3 separate regions of the Sus scrofa genome follow, and regions 1 and 2 are each linked to region 3. Evidence: chromatin contacts called from public HiChIP or PLAC-seq data. All regions are on one chromosome and are shown on one strand. The core of a region is the stretch at or near the end of the contact, and the rest is flanking DNA. Distances in the headings are between cores, read along the strand shown.

The links. HiChIP or PLAC-seq counts read pairs in DNA pulled down with a chosen protein or histone mark.
Region 1: a contact with region 3 is called in an H3K27ac HiChIP or PLAC-seq map of alveolar macrophages. The contact joins the promoter of ARV1 here to the promoter of TSNAX in region 3. A contact is called at or near these places in 1 of 5 promoter capture datasets (liver), 2 of 47 Hi-C or Micro-C datasets (heart right ventricle and liver) and 1 of 2 datasets of contacts at active chromatin or transcription factors (alveolar macrophages).
Region 2: an H3K27ac HiChIP or PLAC-seq map of alveolar macrophages shows a contact between it and region 3. The contact joins the promoter of FAM89A here to the promoter of TSNAX in region 3. A contact is called at or near these places in 2 of 5 promoter capture datasets (fetal liver and liver) and 1 of 2 datasets of contacts at active chromatin or transcription factors (alveolar macrophages).

The regions. Positions count from the first base shown.
Region 1 is chr14:59,407,024-59,410,783 of Sscrofa11.1, forward strand. It overlaps ARV1 (ARV1 homolog, fatty acid homeostasis modulator), which reads right to left and starts at 1,970. Exons shown (of 6, transcript NM_001243293.1): 1 at 1,732-1,970. The coding sequence starts at 1,935. TTC13 (tetratricopeptide repeat protein 13) reads left to right here and starts at 2,105. Exons shown (of 21, transcript XM_001926644.5): 1 at 2,105-2,474. The coding sequence starts at 2,210.
Region 2 is chr14:59,365,612-59,369,927 of Sscrofa11.1, forward strand. FAM89A (protein FAM89A) reads left to right here and starts at 2,134. Exons shown (of 2, transcript XM_001924531.4): 1 at 2,134-2,487. The coding sequence starts at 2,215.
Region 3 is chr14:59,055,931-59,059,860 of Sscrofa11.1, forward strand. TSNAX (translin associated factor X) reads right to left here and starts at 2,370. Exons shown (of 6, transcript NM_001243607.2): 1 at 2,241-2,370; 2 at 1,729-1,833. The coding sequence starts at 2,256.

The sequences.
Region 1 (3,760 bases), core at 720-3,219, 350 kb after region 3:
TACTGAAGTCCAAGTGGAGAAGTCAGGTAGGTAGTTGGATGTTTGAGTCAGGAGGTCAAGGGATGGGTTCAGGTGGTCAAGTAATGGGTTCAGGCGGTCAAGGAAGGGATTCAGGCTGAAGGTATAAATTTGGGGATTTTCTACATTTAGATGCTATTTAAAGCCATGAGCCAGAATGAGGTCTTCAAAGAAGAGTGTGTAGACAGAAATAGGTGGAAGAACCAAGCCTCAGCATATTCCATGGTTTAGAGTTAGTGAGAGGTGAAGCAGAACCAGAAAGGAGGTTGAAAGGAAATAGCCAGTGAAGCAAGAAATCTAGAAGAACATATGGTCCCCTGGCAAGTAAACACAGCATTTCCAGGAGGAGGCAGCAATAAGGTCAAAAGCTGCTAATTAACTGAGAATGGACTAGAAAAGAGGAAGTCAGTGGTGATCTTAACGAGAACAGTTTCTAGTGACACAGTGGAGGACAAGGGTAAGTAGGATGGGAGGGTGGGAGAAAGTCTGTCCCAAGTAGATTCAGAAGAGAAAATGAGGTTAGTGATCATGAATTTCAGGTCTCCCCTATAATGCCAGATGCAAGGGTAGGTAGGGACAGAGTAGGCAATATGCTGCATTTAACCAGGGTCAAAATTTTGCCAAGTGAGTGGAAAAAGAACAGGAAATTGGGATCGCATGCACCAGAGTGATTACCATGTCTGACAGTCAGAAACTGGTACATATTCATACTGTCTGCTCCCTGGTAAATTACTATGTGCTGTGTTTTTGGAATGAAGATTAATAGAAATGGGATCGGAAATGGGAGAAAAACATAGTGACTACCCATAATGTGACAGACTCTTTGCTAATGGCCCCCAAAGAACTTCCAATTTTATGACCTTTTTTTTTTTTTTTTTTTTGGTCTTTTTGTCTTTTTAGGGCAGCATCCAGGGCATATGGAGGTTCCCAAGCTAGGGGTCCAATCGGAGCTGTAGCCGACGGCTTACGCCAGAGGCACAGCAAGGCAGGATCCCAGCCAGGTCTGCGAACTACACCACAGCTCATAGCTCATGTCGACGCCGGATCCTTAACCCACTGAGTGAGGCCAGGGATCGAACCCGTGTTCTTATATGTGCTTGTCGGGTTCGTTAACCGCTGAGCTACGACGGGAACTCCCAATTTTATGACTTTTAAAACAAAGGACCATTCCCTATAAAGAGACTATGAACACTTTGAAAGCAGAACTTTTACTTCCTCATTTTTGGTTTTTGTATCACCAACGTCTAGCACAGTGCTTTATACACAATGCTGTCCATTCCATAACCACAATGGATGAAACCTGAAAAAATATCTAGAGAATTCGCCATAGGTTATGAAGCGCAAAGATGGCAACATCTGTCTATCAGAGGGAAAACAACTAAGAATGAAATAGCTTTACCGTCAACCTAATCTGACCTTTAAATTTCTCGGCACAGCGCCTGCATCCATCAGGTCCGAGGATCCGTCAGCAAACGTGACGGATCTGAGAAAAGCACTGTGGGGTGTGACTTCTCTACTACTCTAGGTATTCAGGCAAACATTCGACGGGGAAGGTCGAGCGTCAAAATTTAGTCTGTATTAGAAGACCCTGAAACTGTTGATTTTTTACATTTTATCACCCTGAACAGCTGATACAGATTCCATGGTCGCTCACGCTCCCCAAATCTCACTGCGCCATTTTTTCCCCAAGGAACCCCACAGCTGACAACTCACACAGATGGTTATCTTCAGCACGCCGTGGTTATAGTCTCGGTACAACTCCTTGGCCTCCTGGTTGCATTCGATACACCTGTACTGGCAGGAGGCTGAGGCAGCAGTAGGAGTCACTGCCACCCCATCCGCCTTCCCCTTTCCCGCTGTCACCCCTTCTGCGTTCCCCTTGCCTGGCCGAAGCCCACTCCGCCCACCAGTGCCCATTTCCACGCAACTGCAGCCCAGAACTTCCGATTCAGTGGCGGGGCAGACGTCAGACGCCAGACCGGAAGCCTTGCGCGCGCAGTGCTTGATGGGATTCGCAGTCCCGGCCCCAGACAGGGGGACCCAGACTGGCCTATATGGGACTACAACTCCCAGCAGGCACCGCCACTCTCTTTCTTCAGCCCCCCTGCCAAGGCCCACCTGCCCGCCTCGGGTAAGGGCTGGGAGGCCGCAGCGCGCGGCGAGGGACGCCGCACATGCGCCCTGAGGGAAGATGGCACCTGCCGGCTGCGGCTGCTGCGGCTGCTGGGGCGGCGCTGTGGCCGCCGCGGGCGCCGCCCGGCGCGTCCCGGTGCTGCTGCTGCTGGGGGTACTGTCCGCTGGGCCGCGGCCGGGCGCCCTGGCCACCGAGCACTACTCGCCGCTGTCCCTGCTCAAGCAGGAGCTGCAGCACCGGCAGCAGCAGGAGGCCCCGGCGGGCGGCGGCTGCAGCCCGCAGTCCGGGGACTGGGGGGACCAGTACTCGGCCGAGTGCGGCGGTGAGTGGGCGGCGGCGGCGGGCGGGCGTCCGGGTCGCAGCGGAGCGCCGGGTGGCGGGGCCTTGGGGGCTGCGGGCCCCGGGGCCGATGTTGCTGGCCGCCCAGGTCTCGCTGCCGCCAGCCGCGGCGTGTGCCCCCGCGGGAGACGGCTCCGCGAGGTGTCACGCCGGGGCCGCTTCCCACCGCTCACACCCACGCCGCTGTGCGCCCCTCTGCCGAGGCAGCCTTGGGAAGGGCGGTGAATAGTGAAAGAGCTGACAGCATGCTCCCGAGGCCAGGGCGGCCTCTCCGCAGTCCTCATAACTGTTGAAAGGGTGGAGGAGGAGATGGCAGGTGTTCCAGGGCAGCCCCCGGCCCCCACGGGGGCTGTGGGAGCCTAGGGAAGTACCGACAGACCAGGAGGACCGGACCCGCGTCCAGAGCCGTGATGCCTGGCCCATCTTAGGCCTGGAAACGAGATATCCGCCCCTCCCGGTTGACGTCTTGTGTTAAACACAGAGTCTAAAAATTTGATACCTGGAAAAAGAAGGGAGCAAAAGAGCAAGCCCATTGGATCTGCTCATTGACATCTTGCTTCTAGTTGTTTAAGATTGACCTGTGATCTGTCAGGTGTTTCCCAGGGCGTAAAAAGTGCCCTGGGGCACCCTGCCCATGTGTATCAGAGCTGTGTGTGTATTGGAACTGGGCCAGCTCATTCATTAAGATTGGGCGCTTTTGGCCTCAATTTAATAACTCATGGCAGATTCCTCAGGGGCAAGGTACTTTTTTTGTTTATGAGTTCCGTAGTTCTTTTTAACCCTTTAATTCCCTCCCCTTTCCCTTTCTTCCTGCCCTCCGCGAGTTCCCTTAAGGCCTGCTTTTGAAACGTCTGGGTCTTCTTAAGGAGCTGGCTGGTTGCTTTTATGGCCTCTCAGCAGTCTAGCATTGTGTACCTGGAAGGACAATAAGTATTTTTTGGTTGAGATGAGATGGCAAGATTAGCACACTCTGATTTCCTTTTAGCACAATCTGACTTCCTTGAGGAAGTCTTGCTCATGGAGGGCTATGTGACTTCTGTATTTTGTAGTAGGCGGTGGCTAGTAGCAGCATAAATGACGTGGCCAGTGTTGCATAGTGGGTAGAGAAGGGCTTTTCTCTCTGTCACTTTCTGTGACTCTGAACAGGTTAATAGCCTGTCTTTGCAAAATCGCCTGCTCTGTAAATTGAAGGCACTGTTACCTAATTACAGGGTTTTATTTTCTTCATAAGGATGCTGCGAGGAAAATGAGAAATAGCTAACATCCACG
Region 2 (4,316 bases), core at 884-3,383, 310 kb after region 3:
AGAGACAAGGTCAGGTCCTCGATCCATTGAGCCACAATGGAACTCCTACAAATGCTCTTACTCAGTACCATGAAATTTGTAGAAATTTCTATTCACAGTGAATGTACTTTGTTGACACAAAGAGGACTATTTCAGTGTGTTCATCTCATTGAGTATATACCAGGACCCAGAACCTGCCTTTACAGTTGTAGGGCTGGCATCCTGCCAACTGTCCCTCTTGTTCTAGCACCAGGGACTGTGAGCTGCTATCCTCGTGATCCCACCTCTCTTTCCTTCTTGTCATCTGTAATCCTCTCAAGTGTGTGCTTTCAAATGATTTCAGAGCCTGATGCTGCACAATTCTTTTTTTCTCATGGCACCATCACATATCCGAACCACCTACCACCTCACTTCAGTAATTTCTGCTACTACTGCCAGACAGAAAGCAACCTGACACCCGAAATGAAAGGAATTGATGCCAAGGTGTGAACAAAAGATCAGATGCTACCCATCCCTTCCTCTCCCTGACTCTCACGCAAACACATGTGTGAGTCTCCCAGACACCCACTGTTTAAATAGGCGAATGAATGGATGCCTGAAATCCAGAAATGTAACTAGGCAATTAGAGGAAGGTGAGGCACAGTGACGAAGTGGAAAATTCTGGGCACTGAGTTGGGTGGGAATCCTTCCTGATACCCTCAAAATCACACCACTGGTGCTGGGGCTTCTCCATGCGGGTCTCATCTGGTTGCAAAGGTCCAATGGGAACATCTGCCAAATGATTTTGGAAAGGCCCCTCTCTGGTGCTAGATGAAAGGGGAAACCCCAAAGTGCAAAGATTCTTTTATCTTAAGTGTCTGAAGTGCTCAGAACACTGTATAATTATGATCCCATGGAAGGTATTTAGACCCATTAAGCCCCTTTGATAATTAAAGGCGAGAATCAGCAGGCATTAAAGTTATCCAGTCTCTATATACTGCATTCGTTTTTAATCTGCAGTGGGGCTGTCTCTGCAAATCAATTCTTTGTTGCCTTTTCTGTCACTAATCTGGGTATAACCTCTGTCGTTCTTATTCTTTCTCCAAAAGGTAGAGCCTGCTTCTCTCTCTTTTCTTTCTGCCTCTCTGAGGTGTCCTGAGTATTCACTTTTGCCTCGGAGTTGATGGATAGTTTCTGAGATTTAATCCTTTTCTCCACTCTCCTAACACTTCCATTCATTTAGAATTGCTCTTTCCACAGCCAAGCTGAAAGCCATCTTTGTTCGAATTTTGAAGTTCCCAAAGTATACCCCATGCTCTTCTTGGCTGCTGTCGGTATGGCTGGACACTGACTGCCTTTACTGAGAAGGCCAGCGCGCCCTGCAGTGAAAGAGTGACTCGCCGGGGCTTGGGCCCCAGTTGTCCCTGTGGAAAGTTAGACTTAACTAGAAGCGGTCCAGATTCTGCCATCGGGGACAGGCGGGGGTCCTGTGGCCAGAACCTGGCCTTCTCCCCCTTGGTCAGCCTGTACCTGGTGTGTTAGATCCTGCCTCTGGGGACGGTGACCGCGGGCGGGATCACTAGCACTACCAAAACTTCTCTCCTGATATCCTGGCCTCCTGGAGGGGTAGGCTCCGTACCCTGACTCCCCACACCAAGCTGGCCCCGTCCGGTCGCATCTGAGATGACCTCCCCCATCAGTAATTACGAGCAGCTCCGGGGACTGGTCTCGGAGCCCACTTTGCCGGGAAAGGGGTAGCGTGGGTGGCCTCGATCCCCAGAGCAGCGCGGGCAGGTGGGGAGGGAGAATCAGGACTGGCTAAAAAGTGAGCCTCAGCGCGGGGATAGGCGCATGGTGGGGCGGGGCGGGACGAGGAGGCGGGGTTGGAAGTAGCCAGGAAGCCGAGGTGGGCGCCGAGTGGGGGCTGGTCCGGGGCTGGTGGGGACCGGAGGCTAATGAGGAGGGGTCGGTGGTGAACTGGGCTGCTGGGTAGGGCGCAGACGCGCTGAGGGTGGTGAGGAAGAGAGTGGGCGGGGCCGAAGAAGAGCCGGGGCGGTGGGGCGCACTGGGGTCGAGGGCGCAGGGCGGGGAAGCAGGGAGGGGCGTGGGCCGCGGAGGGGGCAGGGAGAAGAGGCGGGGCAGGGAAGTGGGCGGGGCGCCGCCGGGAACGGGGCGGGCCGAGGAGCCTGGCCCCCGGGTGGCGGCGGCGGCGTGGCGGCGGTTGCGGCTGGCGGGCGCGTGGTCTGGCTGGGCGGGATGAGCGGGGCCGGGGCGGCCAGCTCCGTGCGCGGACTGCGGGTGGACGGGCTGCCCCCGCTGCCCAAGAGCCTCAGCGGGCTGCTACACTCGGCGTCGGGGGGCGGTGCGTCGGGGGGCTGGCGGCACCTGGAGCGGCTCTACGCGCAGAAGTCTCGGATCCAGGACGAGCTGAGCCGAAGTGGAGCTGGCGGCGGTGGGGCGCGGGCAACGGTGCTGCCCGCCAAGCCCCCCAACCTGGACGCCGCGCTGGCCCTGCTGCGTAAAGAGATGGTAAGCGGGGGTCCGCGGGCTGAGCGGGGGTCCTTCCCGTCCGGACTCGCCGAACTGGGAAAGTTAGCCGGAAGTGCCCGCGCCACAGCCAGTCTCAGGCTCCTTTGCCCCAGGCGTTAGCGCCGAAAGAGGGACTGTCTTTCAGCTAACCCCTTTTGCTTTCCCTCTGTGGCCACGACTGGACCCTCGCCCCGAGAGGGTCGTCCTCTCGAAAGGCAGCCTTTCAGAGACTTGACCCCCTAGTACGACTCCAGCCGCTCAGAGACCCGAGCGTCGGGAGGTGCGGCGTGGGGCTTGCGCTTGGCCTCGGGCCGGGGTCGGCTCGTCACCCTCCCCAGAGTGCAGCAGATGTCCCTGGTCTGAAAGAGGACTTAACTGCGCCCGAGGGGCGTAAGAGCTGTGTGCAATCGTATTTTCCTGCCCTGAAGAGGACAGCTTTTTGTCCGTCCGAGTGTAGACAGCGGATTGGAACAGCCCTCGCCCCCCTCCCCCGCGCCCAAGGCGGCGCTTGCAGAATCGGATTACTGCGGGCTGGCTCCGGCCCGCAGATGGTGGGGAAAGCGAACGCTCTGCCTCACCCCTCTCCGCGCGGTACTCGGATTCCCCAAGCCGCCTCGAGAAGGATGGGGAGGTGGGGCCCACCGCGTCTGGGTGAAACCCGTGAGGATTCTTCAGGTTGTGTCTGGGCCCCAAACAATGGGGCTTGGTTTTTCCCAGTCCTTGGGGAGTATGTTAGGTGTCTGAGGACCGGGACATTGTAGTGAGGGTGACGCCAAAAAGCAGGGCAAGGGCAGAGATGTGGGTAGCACGGAATCTTTCTTCAGGCTTAGGCCCACCCAGAAGAGAACAGAAAAACTTCCTCCTTCTAACTCTGTGGGGCCACCTTCTCTGTCTTTTTAGAATCTGCCCATTCTTTTACCTTGTGCAGGTGCTTCTCTTCTGGCACAGGTAAATACTTTATTAAGGAAACCTAATATATGAAAGCTCCTTTCCCCCCAAAAATACATTTGCTAAAGAAATTCTTATAGGAATCCTTTAAATATGCATCTAACACATTAAGATATGGTTTAGAAAAATTCAGTTTATGCATTTCTTCAGGAGTGTAGCTATTCTGAAAACTTAGACTTCATTAAATCCGGGAAAACAGTCTTAACATTTTTTTAATTAATCAGCAGTTATCTCCCCACTCTGTAGTGATTTCCATTTCTTGAGGAAAAGATTGTCTAAGCTTCTTATAGAATGACTTAAATTCCAAGCCAACCGTTTTGATTTATTAATAAACATTAATTGACACTGTCATTGCACAGCTGGTGAGGTGCATTTTAATTAGGTAAATCTACACCCAAGTGTGTTTACACATCTTAGGTGCAGCAAAAATACAGGGGTGAAATAGGAAGATTCATCTTGAGGTAAGTTACAGACTGGAACAGAAACAGGAAAACCTCAGGGCCACTCCTGTTGTGAAGCTCTCTCTGCTTTATAAACATGCTTTGGAGTCTTGCATATTACTAAGTGGTAGCTTGGGAGTAAACGTGCCCTTCCCGCAAGTATTTTTCCAGGTCCCTCCTGGTACAACTGAAGCATAGCCACGGCCTTGTCATTACGCCTTGGACCAGAGCTCCCTCTGTACTTGAAGCACAAGGAAAATAAACAGCAGTCTTGGGTCTGCCTGATACTTAGCTGAGATAAAAACAAAATATGGCTACAGGCCTTGACAAACCCCTTTTAAGAAATGTCATGAGGTCCTAGAAGTCCTCTGGTCTTTTGGCTTTTTGAGATTTACTAACCTGGGGCAATGGGGTCAGAGTGGCCCCCTCAAACTCAGGCTC
Region 3 (3,930 bases), core at 1,120-3,619:
ATGTAGAATGTGTGAGAGTATAACGGTGAATACTTGACCCAATATAGTGTTTCCACGGAGTATATAACACTATCAGTATGCTCTCTACTCAATTATAACTAGTTGTCTCACATCCCTGAAGATCACTAGGTGCTGTGGTGGTTTTAAAACATATCCACAAATTGTAGTTCCCATTGTGGCTCAGTGGAAACAAACCCAATGCTATCCATGAGCATACAAGTTCAATCCCTGGCCTTACTCAGTGGGTTAAGGATCAGATGTTGCCGTGAGGTGCAGAGTAGGTGGCAGATGCGGCTCGAATCTGGCGTTGCTGTGGTGCAGACCAGCAGCTATAGCTCCGATTTGACTCCTAGCACGGGAACTTCCATATGCTGCACATGCAGCCCTAAAAAGCATAAAAAAAGAAAAGGAAAAAAAAAAGAAATTTATGTCCACAAATCATGAGATACCTCCCTCCAAAAAATGGAAGCTAATTCCCTTCCACTTAAATATGAGGCGGAGTTTTTAAACTGCTCATTTCTAACAAATAGAATGTAGCAAAAGTGAGAAAGTATGATGTCCTAGATTAGGACATAAGAGAAGGGTGATCTCCTCCCATCTCTCAGTCTAGGGGAAGCCAGATGCCACGCTTGAGGACATTCAAGCAGTTCTACCGAGGGTCCATGTAGAGGAACCTGGAGCTGGTTCTTGGCAGAAAGCCTAATTTGTCAATAGCTGTGGATCCTCCAGCCCAAGCATAGCCTGCACATGACTGCAAGTCAGAACCAACAGCTAACTAAGCCCCTCATGGATTCCAAAACCACAAAAACTATAAGGATAGGATGCTGGACAGAAGAGAGGAGGGAGGACTTTGTTTTATGTTTCTCTTTGAAATGAGTAACAACTTGACCAAGTTAACATGCTGAGACAAGGGCAACTGTGAATACATACACGTTTGATTTACTAATAGAAATGCATTCATACTCTGTGAAAAGATAAAATACAGTCCCTGGGAGTTCCTGTCGTGGCTCAATGGTTAACGAATCCGACTAGGAAACATGAGGCTACGGATTCGATCCCTGGCCTTGCTCAGGGGGTTAACGATCCGACGTTGCCGTGAGCTGTGATGTAGGTTGCAGACGCGGCTTGGATCCCGCGTTGCTGTGGCTGTGGCTGTGGCGGAGGCCGGCAGCTACAGCTCTGATTAGACCCCTAGCCTGGGAACCTCCATGTGCCATGGGAGCGGCCCCAGAAAAGGCAAAAAGACAAAAAAAACCAAAAAAACAAAAAAAAAAACCAGTCCCTGTCTTCAAAAGTCTAGCTAAGGAAACAAAACCAACACGTTAAAATTAATTAAATATATGTACACATACAGCTGATGTATATGCACACATCGCTGATATACACATATACAGTTGGTACATATACACACACCCAACATAAATATATACATAATAGATATATGTATACACACACCCTTGACACATATATTTACATATCACTCAGTAATTTTTCGTTATGTAGCACGTCTGATGTTAGTAAACTAATGTTTACTTGTGAAACTGCAATGCGGAAAAAAAAAGTCAACACTTTTGTAATCTCAACTTTCATGGCAGACCTAGCACCATCGCCAACACCTCCAGGAAAATTCCTGGCGGCTGTTTTCACGTGTAGGACATGGCTAAGTAACCCTCGTGACAAGCTCTTTAGTTCTCTTCCCTTCGCCAGCTTGCATGACAGAGAACTTACATTTGAAGGCCAACATCACAGGTGAAGATGAATTAAGATCCTTCCCTTCTCTTCTTTGGTTATGTGGGAAATTGTCATGCTTCCTTTTCCTGAACCCTCCTGAACCTTACATAGAGAAGGAAAAAAAGGTTGGACGGGGCTCTTCCATTACCAAGAGCTGACAAAAATTTACAGCGGGCAAACGCGTTCCTTTCTCTACAACCGGTATCCACAGAGAGGCTTTCTCAGCAGAAGGACCCTGCCTTGTCCTCCCAAACCTTAGGCTCACCATCCGGGCCTCCACTAACGGCTTCCTTACAGAGCAACTATCGAACTAAGATGAAAAACGGCTCGAGAATTTAAGAAAACACGAGGCATAAACAGGCCACTGTGGCCGCAAAAATCACTAGGGCAGCACCCCCGCCCCGAGCCTTCAGGGTGAGAGGGCATCCCGCAAGGGTGAGAAGTGGGAAATGTGACCAGAAGCCTGGACTAAACACAGAAATAACGCCCCAAATTGTCGAGGACGCCACCTTCTTTGCCGCTCATGTCGTCACGGCCTACGGCGAGAAGAGACGAGACTGGCAACCTGGAGGCGAGCGGAACGCGTAAAGTGGTGGCCGAAGAGCCCGCAGCGGCGCCCTGCGCAGCCGGCCAACGTCGACGCCCCGGCCGGAAGCGCGCGCCCGCAGCCACTCAAGCTTCTCCCTTGCCCTCGCATATTTCCGGTCTGCGTCCCCGCCCAGCCGCTGCTGACTCCGCCCCGCGCCTGGCCTGGGGACCTCGCACCCGCGCGCAGGCATCGAGCCTGCCCTCTGTCATGCCTGAAGACAGAAGAGACTCGGCACACTTCTCTGTATGAGCTGCTCACTTAAAAATATGGCGGACCGTGCTGGGAGTGAGGTCAACGTGAAGGTGGGAAAGCCAGGAAAATGTAGGTGATTTTTTTTTTTTTTTTCCCCTCAAGGCACCTTTGGGTCACCCTCTTGTTCCCTTGGCGTGGCCCTCGGAACCGCGCGGTGCATGGTGGGGTTGTAGTTCGTTGCCGCAGACGGCCTGGCTGGCGCCGGGAACAGAGAAGGCATCAATTCGCATCACCTGTGGCTATGTCCTCTCGGGAAGCAAACCAAACCTTAAAGAGTTGGGGAGTCTTTCAGTTTTCCATTCCTAGCAGTGACGCCGGCAGCTAAAGTGATGGAAATGTGCAAATCAACAAGTGGATGGCGTTGCTGGCATTTTCTCTAACGAAGGGAAACGGGCCCCTGTGTACTCCTCCCCTCGCCCCTCTCCCATTCTCCCATTCTCGTCGTCCTCCTGCCTCCTCCCGCCTTTCTCCTCTATGGGAACCGTGGAGCCAGACAGCTCGCGTTCACGGTGGTCTCCGCCACTGAGTGGTTGTGTGACCTCGGGGAAGCACTTCATCCCTAGCTTAGTTTCATCTGTAAAAGAGAGAAAGCAGGACCCACCTAGGAAGATCTTTGACCAGTAAATAAGTTACCATTGAGGCGCAGAAGACTCCGCTAAATATAAATTTTGATACCCTTCTCTCACCATCGCTCTCCAAAAAGAGAGAGGTCAGTGATGATAATAGCAGGTGTGCTCCACTAACTTGTGAGCATTTCATTGTAGGCAGGTACTGCCCTGTCTTTATAGACTTTGTGTCCAGCCCACCGCAACAGGTTCTTAGCACAGCACCCTTGTAAGCCTCGTTAACTGTCGGTGAACAGACGTTCCCATCTTCCAGATGGGCAAATGAGTGGCAATCCAGCATTCTTTAGATAAAATCTCAGGCTGAGGCTTGACTAGTTGTGTGGCCCAGGGCTTGCAGGGAAACCACAAGTACTTTTTTACTACATTTTCCCCAAATAACCCCCGTAATGTCCTGTGTTGTACATACAGTCTTTCCTCCTTAATTTAGGGGAAAAAAAAACAGTAAATGAAACCATTTGGATAGCATATGGCAGTAAATTCAAGCTCTTGACAGTCCTGTGTCATAGGAAAATTTTCTGCTCTAGGTAATTTTTTTTTTTTTTGGTCTTTTTAGGACCACACCCACGGCATATGGAGGTTCCCAGGTAGGGGTTGAGTCAGAGTTACAACTGCCGGCCTACACCACAGCCACAGCAATGCCAAATCCAAGCCACCTCTGTGACCTACACCGAAGCTCTCTGCAACGCGGGGTCCTTAACCCACTGAGCAAGGCCAGAGATCAAATCCATGTCC